Regions from separate parts of the Mus musculus genome. Here region 1 is linked to region 2. Evidence: chromatin contacts called from public HiCAR-type data. All regions are on one chromosome and are shown on one strand. The core of a region is the stretch at or near the end of the contact, and the rest is flanking DNA. Distances in the headings are between cores, read along the strand shown. Region 1 holds the start of Sugct (succinyl-CoA glutarate-CoA transferase). Region 2 holds the start of A530046M15Rik (RIKEN cDNA A530046M15 gene).

What was found. HiCAR-type assays count read pairs that join an accessible place to other places.
Region 1: a HiCAR-type map of astrocytes shows a contact between it and region 2, with 4 times the contacts expected there. The contact joins the promoter of Sugct here to the promoter of A530046M15Rik in region 2. A contact is called at or near these places in 3 of 39 promoter capture datasets (the 3T3-L1 cell line and hippocampal neurons), 2 of 484 Hi-C or Micro-C datasets (the C2C12 cell line and adipose-derived mesenchymal stem cells) and 1 of 115 datasets of contacts at active chromatin or transcription factors (astrocytes).

The regions. Positions count from the first base shown.
Region 1 is chr13:17,690,140-17,696,237 of GRCm38.p6, forward strand. Sugct (succinyl-CoA glutarate-CoA transferase) reads right to left here and starts at 4,626. Exons shown (of 14, transcript NM_138654.3): 1 at 4,500-4,626. The coding sequence starts at 4,593. It overlaps Mplkip (M-phase specific PLK1 intereacting protein), which reads left to right and starts at 5,274. Exons shown (of 2, transcript NM_025479.6): 1 at 5,274-5,681. The coding sequence starts at 5,346.
Region 2 is chr13:15,803,707-15,809,952 of GRCm38.p6, forward strand. It overlaps A530046M15Rik (RIKEN cDNA A530046M15 gene), which reads left to right and starts at 3,537. Exons shown (of 5, transcript NR_046131.1): 1 at 3,537-3,743.

The DNA of each region.
Region 1 (6,098 bases), core at 3,376-5,875, 1.9 Mb after region 2:
CAGGCTTGTACTGTGAAGTCCCATACTTCCTCAGAGACCTATAAGAAGAGACACCCACTCCTGCCTCATGAGCCTGATTCTGTTACAGAGTACCCATCATGTTTTCTGTCTCTAAGCTCTCTCAAGAGCCATGCTGATATCTATCTATTCATGGCATTTATAGTCCTTTCTATTAAACTTCTTACCCTCAACAAGTCCATCTCAGTGTTCCTTCAAACCTCACGTCTAGACCTTTCAACTTTTACCTCTTTATATAGAACTATTTCTGTAATGATTTTTATTAATTTCACTGGAGACTTCTGTTGGTGTAACCATATTAATCTGGAAAGAAGTAAATATGTATAACATGTTTCTCTTGTGCTTAATCACGTGCTTGAGATTAATCAAATGAAAAGGGAGACTGAGAAAGATGGTTCAGTGGTTAGGAGCACTGGCTGCTCTTCCACAGAACCAGGATTCAATTCTCAGCACCCACATGGCTGATCACAACTGTCTATAACTCCAGTTCCAGGGGATCCAACACTCTCACATAGACATACATGCAGGCAAAACCACATAAAATAAGTAAATCTCAGAAAAGAAAAAAAATGGGGAATAAATTTTAACAAAGCAATGTTTTTTAAAAGTTCCTTTAAATCTGCCTTGCTTTGTCAGTGGAAATATTATTAAAGTGATTTACTGTGTTGGAAGCAGATTCACTCCTTCCTATTAAGGAATGACCTAATCTCATATTCATTCACTTCTTAGTAGCCTACTGTCCTTAACATGACAGCTAACAGGCAGCACTCCAAGGAAAACAGTATGAAAACCATCAGGAAGTATGAAGTTAAAGATTATGCTTTCCCAAGAGGAATTATGCCCTAAGTATTCTCCATGTATAGTAATTGTTTACTATGTTCTCTTAAACAATTTTTCTCTATAATTAACTTTTAATCTATATATGCATTTCTGAAAGTAAACATGAGATTTCTCTTTTTTTTTTCTTTCTTTTTTGGATTTTTGTGACAGGGTTTCTCTGTATAGCCCTGGCTGTCCTGGAACTCACTCTGTAGACCAGGCTAGCCTCGAACTCAGAAATCCACCTGCCTCTGCCTCCCGAGTGCTGGGATTAAAGGCGTGTGCCACCACGCCCGGCTAAACATGAGATTTCTATAGCAGATATCAGTTCTGAGTAACATCGAGAAATGTACCATATCCCCGCACCTAATACCTCACAGTTAACAAACACAATACAAATAAAATAGTTAGACCTATTCTTTACAGGGATTGAACTATAGGAAAAGGCCCCCAAAATTATGAATCTAGGAGTTTGTGCAGGATGACAACCCAGCATCTACCTTCTTCTGATAAATGGGAGCATTTAAATACTCTTTGGGGGGAACCCTACACCATGGGATATAAATCGCCTTTCCAGGGGGACAGAAGCTGAGTTTGCAGTCCTGGGAATGCATCCAAGCCTCTTGGTTTATATCCCTTTAAATATAAACTCATACTTCTACCTAATCAATCATTGTTTAACTTCCATGGCTTGTCCTTTAACCCAGTTTCCATTTAGAAAGCCCTAACAACACAGAAACATGAAAATATTTACTTCTTGCAGACAGTAAAACTAAACAAAGTATCAATGCATGAAGCACTATTACTGCCATTTACCTAAACTGGGGATGTTCTGGGAATTCCTCAAAGGAATCTCAGAGTTGCTTTGCAGGATGGCAAAGTAAGAATACAAGGTGAGCAGAATTCTGGGTCCCCAATCTCTATTTTAAACATTATTCTTCTGCTTTTATATATTGGGCTCTCAAGTAGATTTTTGTTGCTGTTTGCTTTGGAGATACGGCAATATGAAAGAAATGAAATTGCTATCCACTGACTGTAAACACACACACACACACACACACACACACACACACCATAGAAACACCCCTTAGGTAACCTAAATAAACATTACAACCTTATAGAAACAAGCCAACCCTACTCACATTCATACTTGTTTATCTTGTTGCTCTCGTTTGCTTTAATCTCTACACTCCAAAATACATTATCACCACAGAGTTCTCAAGGACACAGAAAATTGCAGCATTGCTCATGTCTATGTACATCATGATAACTGTAGACCACACGTAAGCACTGGCAGCCTCTGCTTTGAGAGCACTGTAGTGTGCATACGCCTGTCTTCTAATGCTGGTTATCCCTACACTGGGCTGCAGTCCTTGTGCAGGAACCATGTCTATTCGCTAACTGAAATAGAATATTCCCTTTTCCCTCCCAGAGAACGCTACTATATATTCACAGTCATTGTTACAGTTCTTTAATTTTTATAGCTCCAGGAAGCACAACTAAATTTTTCTTTCCTCTCATGCTTTCACTAAAGTCACTATATAAATTTTCAATATAGGGTTCTTGGGCCCACCAGATCAGCCAGTCAGATTGCAAATTCCAGCCTAAAGTTTAGGAATATCCTAGATATAGCTATGATTCACAAGCTAAGAGTATACTTATAATCTGTAAATCCAAAAGAAGCTACACAGTAATTTTTGTTTTTGAGACAGAATCCCTCTCTTACACAGCTCTAGCCATCCTGGAACTCAGTTTGAAGATGAGGCTAGCCTTACACTTACAAAGATCCATTTGTCTCTACCTCCCAAATACTAGGATTAAAAGCATGTGTCACCATGCCTGCCTGCGTTCAAGATTTTTATGCTTTTTTAATTTCATTTTTCAAATGATTGTATTTCTAAGGAAAGAATACATAAAATTTAGAAGCCTAAATTCTGATCTTCTAGGTGAGTCTAAAAAAAAATTATTTAATTATTCTTGCCAAATTTTTCATTTGAAAGAAAAAAGTCTCTAAAGGGATTAACATTGGTCTTGAGTTTCACATAATTATTAAAGATTCAGTTTGGGACAATCATTGTCTACACTTTCAAATGCGCTGGGAAGAACACTGGCTTAATCTACCTGGCAACATTCCCCCTGTATTTCTTCTTCTCCCAGGTTTTTAGTGTATTGTGTGGATAGATTCCGGGGACTAGGAGTGCACTGATGCCCAACAGTAAAGAGCCCATTCTGCATGCACAGGCCCTGGATTCAGTTCCATTCTAGAAGCAGAATTCAAGTGAGAAGGTAATTCATATAGGGCAAGCTGAGACCCAATTCTGCATTATTTTCTGCCAGTTATAAAAATAATAATAAACATACTTTTGGTGCCTACCACCCCACTTCTCAGCTTCCTTCATAAGGCAGATTATTGACTCACTGACATGTATGTGTGAATAAATATACATTCATAAGTATGACTGCTCAAATGCTAGATTCTAAGCTAGACAAAGAAAAGATAAAACAGAAATTATGGCCAGTAAAGAACAATATAAATGTTAGATAAGCTGTAGTGTGCAGGCGCTAAAATATCATTACATCCTGATGATGACATTATCCCTCCATGATTATACAATTTGTCTTCAGAAATAAGAAATGTGGTCGAGCCTGGGTTATGTATTGAAACCTTGTCTCAAAAAAACAAACAAAGAACAAAACAACAAAATGAAGCAAAACAAAAAAAGTCGAACTGAATTATCCAAGAATATAGCAGGGGCATGAAAAAATTAAACAACCTCACCCCCCCCCATAAGCCCTTGTGTTTATGTCTCCATTAATAAAGAATAAAGCTGAGGATATACTCTATAGTTATGTCACCGAAGATGTCAGAGACTGAAGGCCAAAATGCTTCAGAAAGATGCTATGGATGAATGAAAACCTTAGGCCAGGCGCTGAAGAGATGACTCAGTGGTTAAGAGCACTTACTGCTCTTTCAAGAGGATTTGGCTCAGTTCCCAGCACTCACAAGGTAGCTCACAACCACAATTTTCTCCAGTTCCAGGAAATCTGATTCTTTTTTGATCTCCAAAGGCATCAGGTACGTTAAATGGTGCATGTGCATACACGCAAACAATACACTCACACACACAAAAATCTAAACCAATAACCCCCTCACATATCCACGGTCTAATGTGATGAGTCCTAAAATCCCAAGTTGATTTTAGTATCTGAAGGAGTTAGGGAAAGACCACAAAACTCTTCTACAGGAATGTCTAAGACAGGTATCTTATGCAGAAGATAGCATTTTTTAATTATCCCGTTTCTTTATAATTACAAGATTTTTAAGTTTGGGGTATGTTTTCGTGGGTTTTTTTTTCCCCTTTAAATTTCTGTTTCTACTTCCTAACCTCGTCAACTTCCATTTTACAAGAACGTAAACGCAGGGTTCAAGTCCAGCATTAATTACTACAGGCTCGCTTAAGTTTTCAAGGCAGCAGTCTGCTTTCTAAAACTCAGCTTTTGGCGGGAGGTGCTGTTTCCTAAGTTACCAAACCTTGGGGGATTAGAAGCCAGGGGTGGAAAAGAGAAGCAGGGCACGACCATGGCCATGAGCCCTGCGACAGGAGCCCCCGAGGCGCGAGCGCTCCCCTCAGGGAGCCCGAGCGCTCAGTGTCAGTAGGTACCTGACTGCGGGCGGCCGGTCCACAGCCCCCTCCCGCCGGCCAGGCCTCGGCCGGGTCTCCGAAAAGCCACCGCCCTGGCCAGCATCCACAGCATCGCCCCTCAACCCCAGCGAGAGCGCCCCGCGACCTCCCTCCTTGACCTTAGGCCCCCTCAGCCCCGCCCCCCCAGCCAGCCCGGCCCCGCCGCCAGCCCCGCCCCCTCCGCAAAGACCCTCCCCCTGGTCGCCCTCGCACTCTTCCCCGCCCACCACGCCCTCCGCTTCCGCCCAGGCCTCCACCTCAGTCTCACTCGGCCCCGCCCCCTTGGACGATCCTGTTCAACCGAGTCTCTCGCCTCACACCCTTCGGCCCCGCCTCTTGGCTCATGGCCCCGCCCCCGAATCCGGCTGACGCTTCACTCCTTGCTTCCCGGAAGCCTCCAAGACGGATGGCCCTACCCCTCTGATCCGCCCTCTTCGGAACCCGCACGCCCCTCTCCCACCCTCACAGCCAATAAGGCCTGATGATCGGTTTCCTCTCTTCCGCTTCCGTCTTCGTGTACTGGGGGTCTCCGGGAAGACCGTTGACGACTGTGCTCGTGCTGCGGCCGGAGATTTAGTTTCCCCTTTACAGTCTTTCCTCCTCTCAGACACGCCCACCATTCTTCCATTGAGTGACCTGTTTACCTGCCCTCTTGCAGAAACTTGGTGAGATCGGAACCTTTGTGCAGCCGGAACTAAGGTGCGGTAGTCCGCTGGGAGCCGGAAGGGTGTATAAATAGAGGAATACCAGTTTCCTTCTGGCGGTTGATCGCAGAGGTTCCGGTGAGGCGTTCGGCGTGTGAGCTCTGCGGCTTCGTTTCCTGATATGCACCGACCGAATTTTCGACCCCCAACTCCTCCGTACCCCAGCCCGGGGATAGGAGGTTGGGGTGGCGGAAATAACTTCCGGGGTGCCCTGGGCGGGGGGCCGCGGCCGCCCTCCCCGCGGGACGGGTACGGGAGTCCGCACCACACTCCGCCCTGCGGGCCCCGGGCTAGGCCGTACGGGAGCAGCCAGTCTCCGCGGCACGGCGGCAACTTCTCGGGGGCCCGCTTCGGGTCTCCGTCCCCGGGCGGCTACCCAGGCTCCTACTCCAGGTCCCCCGCGGGGTCCCAGCATCAGTTCGGCTACTCCCCAGGGCAGCAGCAGACCTACCCCCAGGTAAAGACAATAGCTAGCGTTTGCCGAACTCTTCCTGTGATGGCAGACGTGATACGAAACATTCCCTTTCCGTGGATTGTTTAATCCTCCGATACTACGTTGGCCCAGTTTTGCAGATGAGTAACCTGAGGCGTAAAGAAATTATCTAAGACTACCATAAGTGGCGGAGCTCTAGTTCTCTGTCCACAGAAACTGCTCTCAGCCAGCATACCACATTCGTATACAAACTTCTTTAATCCTCCATTTCTTCTCCCACCCACCCCCAGAGGTTTTTATTTGGTTTTGGGTTTTTTGTCATTTATTTCAGTGAATTGTCCTGGATTCCTAGGGGGAGGACAGTAAATGATTCCCTATTGTGTAGTATGGCACCTCTAGACTGTAGTCTACTGCCATTTTCCTACAGATGTCCCTCCCTTG
Region 2 (6,246 bases), core at 2,287-4,786:
TGAGCCCCAGCGTTCTCATCTGGAGAGTGGGGAGAATGAGAGTTTTCTCTGAGTTGTGATAATTAATGGGCATATTGGATGGGTGTTTTGTCCCAGCCTCGAGAGAAAGAGAGAAGCAGCCTCCAGAATCATCTCTTGGATGTGCAGACTCTATGGGACAGTGAGCTGTTTCTTGTGTCGGGGTACAACAGCATCCCTGACCTTCTCTGGCTCTCCTATCACAGTTTTCCAAAACCTGATGATTCAGTCCCTGAAGTGACATGGACCACTTCCTTAACTTTCTACAGAATTTAATATTCTTAGCACACAGTTATAAAATGGGCCAGAGGTAGCCTCCTCTGCAGTGAGTGTTGTCAGACAGTTTCTGGTTACAGGTTTCACTCCTTTCCACCTCCCCTGTTTCCTGCAGCCTGAAATGTATCACCGAAGTGTGCCTTTCATTCCTCTCAGTGGCCCTGACTGTGACTCATGAGAACAGCATGCATGTTCCTCTCCCAAGCCTCAGTCATGCTTTGCCTAATCTGATGGATAAAGTAAACATTTTAACTTTCTGGACAAGTAGAAGCACATTATAAAACTAATTTAATTTAGAAGGAAGACATTTTCCTGGACTACCTTCTTGAAAGATCCTGGAGAAAAAGAGAAAGAGGGGAAGGGCAGAGTGCTCCAATGTAGCTTGTGCAGTTTTTGCCAGATGCTATGGAAGACCCTAATATTTACTTACTTTACAATGGGACCAGAAATATTTAAAGGTCAAGTCATTACTTTCTTTTTGATATTTGGTCAAATTTTAGAAACAATATTGTTCAATGACTGCTTCTCTATTAGCATCCAGCCTACCAAGAAGGGATGCTCTGTTAATTGACATTATTGACCGACACCGAGACTAAACGTTGTAGAAAGGCCCCACACCATCTTTTCCTTCTGCCAACAAAGACAAGGTCATATCTGTCCACTTCTGCAGTTATCAGGATAATCTTAGCAATTATCAACACACACTGATTAATGTCCTGGTAACACTGAAAGTGCAGGATTGCTGGGAAATATCTGGAAGCTTATACTGTAGCAAAAGAGAATTATGTGAGAAGGCTAGAGAATGATTCTGGAAAAGACTGGAGGGTACATAGAGAAGAAAGAGCTTTGGGATTCAGTACTGGGGTATCTCCACTAAATATTTCTTAGTGATTTAGAAATACATTTCATGGGCAAGAGTGCTTGCTATCCAAATATGAGACCAACATTTGGATACCTGCCTCATATAGAAGCCACATGATAATGATAGCATTTATACCTGTAAATACAGTGTTACAAAGAGTGGAGACAAAAAGATTGCTGGGGCTTTCTGGTAGCCAGCATAGCCAAGACAAACAAACAAGCCAAAAATAGCAGTGAAATTCGGCTTCAGCAAGAGTCCATTTTTCAAGGCGCTAGGTGGGGAGACATACCATCCTTCTTTTGTCTCTGCACAAATATACTACACATGCATATGCCACACACTTTCATACACCACATTGAAACATACACGAGACATATGCATATACTATTTACAAGCATATACCACACATATACATACATCACACAAATGCATATACCTCATAAAATATGTATACACCTCAAGTATACATCATATGCATGCATGTACCGCATACACCACACACATGTGAACATCACACACATGTATATATTTACAAACATGCAAAAACCACACATATGTATTCACCATACATGTATCTAAATCATGCAGATGAATATACTGCATACATGACTACATATAGGTATATACTACACACGTATACATCTATACACCACATATGTATACACTACGACACAATACTTCTCTCTTGCTTTCAATCTCTCTTTCAATCTCTCATTATTCCCTAGTTCATGAGTATGTGCATGCTGACACACACACAATTTCTTAGAGCTCAAACCCATAATATACTTAATGATAAAAAAATCTCAAATTAATATTTGAGAAATAAAGAAAGCTTCATTCTTCTAGGAAATAAATGTTAGCAAGCCAGAGCTCAAGTCACATGAAAAATATTATGGTAAATACATGTTACTATGATTTTTCAAACATAATTGGAGCACCAAACACCACTTATCATCTCTCAGAGTCAATGACCTAGCGATTCATTTTGAGAATCACAGACCTATTCTCATGTCTACACACCACAAAGATTAAACCACAACTACTGTGAACTAAGTGTCTTATTCAGAGACAGAGACAGACAGGCAGAGAGAGGCAGACAGATGACAGAGAGAGACATAGAGAGAAACAGAGATAGATGACAGAGAGAGACAGAGACAAAGACAGAGAAAGACAGATGACAGAGACAGAGGCAGGGAGAGAATTTTAGAGACTACTTCTGACACACACATATATATATATATATAAAAGTCCACCCAGTGTGTGAAGTATTTCTCACTGCTTTATAATTAAACCGCATATGTGTAATTATTGCATGTAATAGGATGCAATGATGTGTATCTAATTGTAATTTATTTTCCCCATGCATCACACTCACACATATACTTGAAGAAAATAGTTGATAGCAAAACATTTAAAGAAGACTTTAGTTAAGAATCAAAGCTCCTTTCCTGCATTTATCTGAAAACTAAGATAATTGTTCAAAGAAACTTGTTTGTTTTTTCAACCTATGAAATATATATGTGATATATATGTATATACATATATTTCACTTACATAACTTAGCATTATGTAAGTCATGAAATGCTATATTTAGCCACAATTAAGCCTAATGTGTGAGGGATCATGTGAAGGGCTGTGTTCATCAATGAATTCTAAAGACAGTTCTGTAAGTTACCTGAGATCATCACCAATCATATATTTCCTTATTCATTTATTTACATTGAGATACGATCTCAAATGGCCCGGGCTGGCATTGAACTTACGATGTACTTCAGGATTAGTTTGAACTTATGATCCTTCAGGTTCCTCTTCTCAAGTCCTAGGATTGCACACACATCACCAAGTTATGCTTTATGTGGGGCTGTGGATCACAAGATCAGTGTCTGTGTGTGGTACTGAGTCATGCTACCAACAGAGCTGTGTCTCTAGCCTCTATCACTACATTCAAAGTTGAGAAACTTGAAGCTCAGAGAGATATGAAAACTGACCCAAGTCATCAAGCTCATGGAGCTGATGAGCTCCGAACACAGCCCTGGATGAATTAGAAGCTTATAATCGTAACCACCATGTTTTCATAATATTTAGGAAGCTGTGTGGATCTAGAAGATCCCACATTGACATCTCAGAGTGTTCCAAGTCTGCATGCCTTATTAGGAAGAGCAAGTGACTCAGTGGCTAAGGAATTCATACTCAGGCGGTGACAACACATTGAGCAAGACTCCAGCCTGATATTTATTCGACAGCCTTCTTTAAATCATGAAGCCTTGAGAAAAAGGCAAGACTTTGTATGGTCAGCTTTGAGAAAGATCACAAACACCTGAGTCACACAGTAAGGTCAGGTCTGACTGTACTTGCTCAGTCATCACTGGCCAGTTGAGTCAGATCTGAGAAGACAGCAGAGGATGTCGGACCCACAGACGCACATACTGGCATGGTATTCTTTACCCTCTCTTGTCTTGGTGACTCCCTATGGAATGCTGTGGGAAGAACTCAGTTCCCCAAGTTCCACTGACCTCAGCGGCAAAGATGTTTGAATTGATTCTAGTTAAAAACCATAATTGAGGATGGCACAGATCCTGTAGTAATGGTAATTGTAAATTTCATTTGCTTTCCTTCAGGTTTTTCTAAGGGAAATTGTCTTGGAATATTGGAGGATCATCTTGCTTTCCATGTTTATCATTTATTAGCTTTGAATAGAATTTATCAATCACTTCTGTATTATAGGTAATAATATGTAGTTTTCCTTTGTAAAGAAAACCAGTGTGAAAGTAATAAAAGGTTCTGTTTGAACAGTACTCATTCAATTAAAAGTTATAGGCATGCATTTTTGCTCTTTCTGTTCTTCAGAAGAGACTGAAGGGAAGTAGGAATGTTAGTATGGGCTTTTTGTATTCATTCATTCATTCATTAGAAACTGAGTGCCTAATTTATGTCAGGATGATCCAGTATCCTGAAAAAAATGGGCAGGTAAGCTCTTTGCCTATCTAAAGCTTCTATTTTACCCGAGTGACTGGTAATGAAACAATAAACAGATAAATGATTAAATCATGAAATGATAAAGTATCTCAATTCAGACAAAACATTTTGACCATTTTAGATGGGGTACTAAAAAAAAAAAAAAAAAAGAAAATCTTCGTATAGGGACATGTGGACTTGAGACCTGATTGACAGGAGCTATGACTACAAGGACTGTGTGGAAATAATTCGTAGTTAAGCAAACAGATCCAACTGCAGCTCATATAGTTAGTTCATGATAGACTTAGACTTTATTCATTTTTTAAAATTAACTTACTTTGTATCCCAACCTCAGTTTTCTCTCCCTCCTCTCCTCCTAGCCTTCCCCTGCTACCTCCCATCTTGCCCAATCCACTCCTCTCTCTGTTTCTTCATTTTAAACATCAACCTTGGACCCAGAAGTCCAAAGCCAATGCTCTCTCTGTCCATCATCTACGTCAAAGGTATACGTGGATAACTCACTGCACTGCCTTTGGAACAGAATAGATAAGTTTCATAATATAGATGGCCACTTTGATAATTTAATGCTCATGTAAATGTTTCTGTGTGTGTGTGTGCAAGTGTGTATGTGGTGTGTATTCTTATTCATGGATGCTTGTATGTGTATGCTTGGATCATGGATGCTTAATGCTTGTATGCATGGATGCTTGTATGGGCACATTTGTGAGGAGGCCTGACGATGCTATCATGAGACGTCTCAATCACTCTCTACCTTTTGGATTGAATCTGTGGTCTTCTTATGGACCAGAAGCTCATCATGTAGGTGAGTATAGCTGGCCAGCTTGCTCTGGGAATTCCCTGTCTTGGGTTTCCATCCTCACTGGGAAGGAAGGTGGGGCCACACCAACTGGTACCAATTGGTTTTACATGGGCGCTGGGTTTGATGCTTTTGCTGAAAGTGCTTTAGAAAAGGGGAAACTGTAGCTTGAAATTTTGAATAATATGTGTGGAATAGAAATATGCACAGATGATTTCTAGTTAAACATAATTTCTAGTTAAACATTTCTAGTTTCTTTCTGGTCAAAAGAAAACCATTCAAAAACACACCTAAAAATTCTACCCTACCTTCCATTTCTGTTCCTTCCTATCTCTTGTTCCATTGAGTAAAGGGGGGAGCCTTAGAACATCTCTTGCTGTTCTTAATCCCCATGACTCAAAATTTCTACTTATTTCTCTGCTGGTAGCATGCTTACTAGTAGCATTTTAAACGACAGGTAAGGTAATTTTAAGTACTTAAATGTTTCATTGTACAAATATTAGTATTACTCTGGAAGCCCTATAGGTTGAATAATGTCATTACTACAGCAATGAATGATCAAGAAATCTTTTTTTTTTGTCACAAGAATTTTATTACTTAAAAATTAATATATATATATGTATAGGCACATTCCACTCAAGACTAGGGGTAGGCTCTAAGATTACAAATGCAATCTTATTTTTTTTTGTTATTTTACTTAATTTTCATTTTATTATTTAACTTAATCCTTACTAGGATATCTAAAATATTGGATAGGCACAGGTAGCAGGGTTATCTTTATTCATTTTGCTTTTAAGTCAGTGGCTTAGAAATGCAACTTTTGATGAATGCATGTTTGTGTGTGTTTAATTCTTTGTGTAGTCCAGGCTAGCCTTAAACTATGATCCTCCTGCCTCAGGCTCCTGAGTGCTGGGATTACAGGTAAGTGCTATTATACCCAACTCCTCAATGATTTTTTTTTGAATAATTGTTGCTGTTAGGCTTGATAAACAGAGTTTATCACATTTAGGTACTTTTTGTTTGAGTTTGTATTAGATGTGAATGTTGATTTTTTTTCTTTACTTAAGAAAATTGTAATGTTGAGAGATTACTGGTGTAAACCAGTCTTGACTTCCTCCAGGAAACCCAGCATCTCCTGTCATATCACTTAAAATTTTCTTTTTTTTTAAATTTATTTTTTATTAGATATTTTCCTCGTTTATATTTTCAATGCTATCCCAAAAGTCCCCCATACCCACCCCCCCAATCCCCTACCCACCCACTCCCCCTTTTTGGCCCTGGGGTTCCCCTGTATTGGGGCATATAAAGTTTGCAAGTC